Regions from separate parts of the Arachis hypogaea genome. Here region 2 is linked to region 1. A link is a contact called in public Hi-C data. All regions are on one chromosome and are shown on one strand. The core of a region is the stretch at or near the end of the contact, and the rest is flanking DNA. Distances in the headings are between cores, read along the strand shown. Region 1 holds the start of LOC112782727 (ABSCISIC ACID-INSENSITIVE 5-like protein 7). Region 2 holds the start of LOC112783826 (cellulose synthase A catalytic subunit 1 [UDP-forming]).

What was found. A called contact is a pair of places that touch in the nucleus more often than the background predicts.
Region 2: a contact with region 1 is called in a Hi-C map of leaf, with 2.6 times the contacts expected there. The contact joins the promoter of LOC112783826 here to the promoter of LOC112782727 in region 1. A contact is called at or near these places in 2 of 8 Hi-C or Micro-C datasets (both in leaf).

Annotation. Positions count from the first base shown.
Region 1 is chr20:51,753,169-51,755,868 of arahy.Tifrunner.gnm2.J5K5, forward strand. It overlaps LOC112782727 (ABSCISIC ACID-INSENSITIVE 5-like protein 7), which reads right to left and starts at 1,407. Exons shown (of 5, transcript XM_025825276.3): 1 at 1,157-1,407. It also overlaps the pseudogene LOC112785864.
Region 2 is chr20:52,294,806-52,297,575 of arahy.Tifrunner.gnm2.J5K5, forward strand. It overlaps LOC112783826 (cellulose synthase A catalytic subunit 1 [UDP-forming]), which reads right to left and starts at 1,274. Exons shown (of 7, transcript XM_025826897.3): 1 at 1,109-1,274. The coding sequence starts at 1,180.

The DNA.
Region 1 (2,700 bases), core at 157-2,656:
ACATTAAATTAACAAAGTTACTTGCAGCAGATAATTAAATCAAACCCTTAAAACTCCTACCCCACGCTATATTATAGTCTACAAAAACCAATAATCAAGTATACATTAAAAGTAGAAAGGAGAACAAAAAAAATCTTTCAGGTAGTAGAGTTCTGTCTCAAATTAAAATATCTGAAGTGAAACTTAGATACATGTTAAGTTAAACAGTTAAAACATCTTGTAACAGTTTGAGAGTTATAAATGCAACCGCCTCTGCAAGAATCCAAAGCAGTTGGAGAACGGTAAAGTAAACATTGATTATTACCCAATAGAGAGTATAGAAATATCAGATCAACACTTCCACTTTTTATGCTGCATCAGATCCACACTACTCTCACTCAACTCATTGCCTTTTAAGAAATTCACAATTTCACACTTTAAAGAGGTTAAGTTTTTTGTCCGAATTTGGTTGGTTAAATTAGATTTGAGTTGGTCACTTAACTAGTACTACTTACTTAGCTCAAATCTGATGTAAATGGAACTTAAAATTTATTCATATTTTTTCTAACAAAAACCCAACCTTTTTTCTCCGAGTTAAACCACTTAAACTGGAAAAAGAAACCACAAAAAAAATCTCTCCGATGCGTCACTCAACCCCTAAAGACCTGCTTTTTATTTTATTTAATCCATAAATTAACTAATTAATTAGTTAATTAATTAATTAAATAATTAATTAAATAATTATTAGATTATCTTCCAGAATTTCACGCCCAATTATGGAAAGTCTTTCCCCTTTTGCTCAACCACTCTCATCCGAAAACTAAACAACTCGCAGCGAAGAGGAACTCCAAATTCCTCAGTTTCTCGCCATAATCGAGCTTCGCCGATATCGTAAACCCCAAATTTGGTCAAATTAAAAAAAAAAAAAAAAGAGTCAAAATGTCTCGAAGAAGATTTTGACAAACTTAAAATGTTAATTAAATAAGAGTTTAATCACACGAGAGACAAAATAATAATAATAATTTAAAAAAAAAAGAATAAGATCAATCAATCGGTTAAGATACGGGGAAAAAAAGTTGGCGGCATTTAAAAAAAAAAAAAAAAAGAGGTAAGGTGAAGAGAGTGAAATAAAAAGAACACGAAGGAAGGAGGACAAGGGTTTAGGGGTTAATTTTACCTTTGGAGAGTGTGTTGAGTTGGTTCGAATTGGAAGAGAGAGTGAGTGTGAGTGAGAGAGAGAGAGAGAGAGTCGTGTCGCAGGGAGCTTTGAGGTTATGAATTGTGGTGCTTTCGACAAGTGTCTTTGTGCGAACAACACAGACACGAGGCGCCATTTAAGCACTGCCTCCAATCTCTTATGCATTCTCTCCTTCGCTGTGGCGTTTTTTTTTTTTTTTCTTTTTTATTTAGAATTTAGCGATTTTAGATAAAAATATTTGTTTAAGATATTATAAATAAAAAGAACAAAAATATTATTGATTTACAGGACATTTTGGACCCTCGGATAAAAATAAAAAAAAATATTTCGGATACATAAAAAATAGTTATTAATTGAGTTATTAAATATTGGCGTATATAACTATATTAAATATACAAAAAAAATAACAATTTTATAACGTGTATATTTTTTATAATAAATATTATTTTGACACTAATTTTTTTAACAACTAAGTATGTGTTATCTTTATTTTGTTAATAAAAAATAATATAAATATATAATTAATTAATAATAATTATATTTTTATATAGATATCAAGAATATTTAGTATATAAATAGTATTTTTTAAAAATTAATTAATAAATTAATTACTAGCATTTAGTATAAAATATATAATAAAATATAAAATATATATTAAAAATAAATTCAACAATATATATTTATACATAAATATATAATTATAAATTTTTTATATATACATAATATTTTTATTGTATATATACATATATTATTTAACTTATTTTTAATATATTTATACATTTATATAATATATATATTTTTTATATAAGTGACTAATTTTTAATATGAGTAAACTATTATTTTTATCTATTAAAATTCTAAACGTCAATAAATCTACCCACAAAACAATAAAATTAAAGTTGTACTCACGAAAAATCGATTTCATATAATAAAATTATTCAAACCCCTAAAAAATTGTCCAAAATCTTTAAATTACCTTTTTCTTTGCTGCTACTATCATCATTCTCATTTTTCTAAAGATAACATTCTTTTACCATCTTCTTCTTTCTTAGGTCATTTTCATCCAAGATGATTTAAAGAAAATCATTGCTTACAAAACCGTTATATCCAGCATGATTGTTGGCCTCAGAACCGGCTCCACTGTCAAACATGCTATAAACCGAATCAGCGAGCTTCTCTATCAAAGCAAGTTTAAGGACATCGTCCGAATTTCCACTTTCAAGAAAATGCATGAGCAAGTCCTCTCTCTTGAGATTTCTTTATCGGATCTGAACTCTCACCCATTGTTGATTTCGTCATTGACGATGTTGACAAGATTGATCCTTAACTTAATCTCGTCAAGGAGTATGATGGTTCCTTCTTGAGGAAGAAGATGGTTGAAGATGCTTATAAGAAATTTGTTGTAATTGTCCATGAGTCCAAATTCGTTAACTATATTAGTGATAGCGGTTTGGCCATGCTCATTGAAATTATTCAATTTTGTTAGAAGTTCATTGTTTCTAAATTTCAGAATCTCTTTCAAG
Region 2 (2,770 bases), core at 24-2,523, 540 kb after region 1:
ATTTAAGGTCAAAACTTAAAATGTGACATGGCCAAAGGCCAACAGTATTAAGATTAAACAAGTTCTCCTTTATCATAATCTTGATGTCTGAAAAATCTTGACTGAACACAGATTCAATCATTAAGTAAATTTAATTGGATAAACTGAACTAAAAGAGTTTTCCAAGACATTTTCCACTGACAAATCCAACAAAAGAAGAAAGTATTTAGCAGCATATAGAAATTAGAATTCCCTTCAATTGGAAGGGAAAATGAATAAATAAAGAGCACTCATGTGAAATCTCTATATCTCTATAACTATACAGACTACAACTTCCATCTCCCATTTCAATTGCAAGAACATATCATCCTGGTTAACTGGATTCTAACGCGAGATCTTGCTCACTTGAGATCTGTTCCCTATTGACTATGTTTGTTGGTTTTGGAAGGAGGAAAGAGGCAACAACATTGTGCCACTGTGCAGTATACACCACTACTTAGAGTATTTGGTCACTTTGTATTTGTGTATAAATACATATGTTGTTTCGTACGTTTTCAATATATATTTTGTATTTTAGCATGTATTTTATACCAGTGAGCGGTGACGATTTGGTGGCTGGTTTTTTGTGTGTAAACGTAGCATGGATGTTTCATAAAAGCAAGTGTTATGTGATAGGATTAGACATGCTGTATCCATTTGGTGTAAAGCTTGTGATCTTTCATCATCTTTATAGGCTTGTTGAGAGATTGAAAAACTATGCTAAAACGATTAATCTCGTGGTTGTTTTTTGCACTTGTAAAGAAAAACTCTTATCCTCTATCTTGTATTATTCTTGTCTTAACGAAATTCTTCTTTTATTTATTTAAAAAACTTCAAGAACAGATAACGGAACTTTGGGAGAGAAACCATTCATAAACACAGACTGATGCAGAATAAGTAAATACAAAACTAAACAAATCAAAACGAAAACAACATTGTGATCGTCCATAATCTTATGAACAAAAAACGAAAAGTTGGTAAATTAAAATTTTGAAAACAAAATTATCTATATCATTTGCGTAAAGGGATTACACAGAAGCTGATTTTTTTTTTTTTAACACAAAAGAGGATACGATACTAAGTTACTAACCCCAATGTCGGAACCGTTCCTAACTCCTAGGACATCGCGCGGCCCAGTCGCAATTCCACCACTTTGATCCATTCCTTTATTTTTTTTTCCCAAACTGTTCAGCCAACTCAACAGTCACTCTCTCCCTTGAATTGTTGTTACTTGTTGCTGTTGTTTGCTTCGCTGCCATGTTCTTAGGTTCTATGCAAAAATATTAGCCGTTGGATGATTTGGGATCTTATGGTGGAAAAGTGGTCATCGTGGAGGAACGCCAGCCATGTAGAACCTAGTTAATCAAAGGCTGGTATGTGAGATCGTGGAGGATTGTAAGCCGTTGGATTCGTTATGTATCGGACGGACAAGGAGTGCAGTGGAGTGTAAAATTCAGTGGGGACCACGTGTAACTGACTGGCAGATGTGTTTATGGGAATTATGCGTGGGGTCACTGCAGTATAAAATTCAAAAGAAAAAAGAATTTCGTAATAAAAATACTTTTATAACCTATTGTAATTTTTTTTTTAGAAACTATCAGGGTATATTGATGTAATACTATTAATAAAAATAAAAATTAATTTAGTTTTTCAGTGTAGTTATTTTATATTTTGTTATATTACATCATGTGTACTCCTAAAAACTCGGCAGCTATCCTTCTCAGCTAACTAACCAAATATTTCGGCACCAAGAGCAGACCTCAAACGTAACTTGATCACAGTCACACGCAAGTCAGATCCTATCTTCAGCGCGTTACTAACAAACGGAACTCACCAAGAATATCGGAACAAACCTAACAGTATAGACCCCCCACTCGTCTATAAAACAGAACCAAGCAAACTCACAAAGGCTCAGGTTACACATACTCGCTCTAGTTTATTTCATTTATTCTCTGATAATTCTCATTCTTACTTGAGCGTTGGAGTGCTCTTTGCAAGTGCTCCCGCCGTCGTGTTTCAAGAGGCCGAGGTTTCCTTATAACACCACTCCCTGGACGAGACATAGCTCCTCCCGGAAGTCAAGCAGCCGACCTAGGCGTTGTATACCTCGGCTCACTCTGGACAGAACATTTGGCGCCTACCGTGAGGCCCGAAAGTTAATTTAACCCCACTACCTTTTTATATCGCACTTTGCATTTCTTTTTTACGCAGGGTTTCTCAACCTTCGAACATGGCCGATAATGGAGTCCACCAACTCACTTAGGCCGAACTCATGGCCTAGATGGCTGAGCTACAAGTTGAAGTCAAAAGACTTGCCGAACTATCCACCCAAAACAACGCTAGTAAATGTGAGGAGAATGGTTCCAAAGGAAAAGGCAACGCAGACCTACTAAGTGTCAACCCACCAAAGGAGAAACTGACCTTGGACAACCCGTTCTCCGAGGAAATCACCAATTACAAGATGCTAAAAAATTTCACGCTGCCTTCTTCACTCGAGCCATATAAGGGGATTGGTGACCCCCGGGCTCATATTAAAAAATTTCAATCTATGATGTTCTTTAATGGCCCTAATAATGAACCTGTTCTTTGCAGAGCTTTCCCTACTTACCTTGACGGCGCTGCGCTACTTTGGTTTTCAAAACTACCTGCAGGTTCGATCTCTTCTTTTGAAGAACTGGCAAAATCCTTCATAGACTACTTCGCTGCAGCACAGATATATGTACACGGATTAGACTACCTCGGCACCATCCGC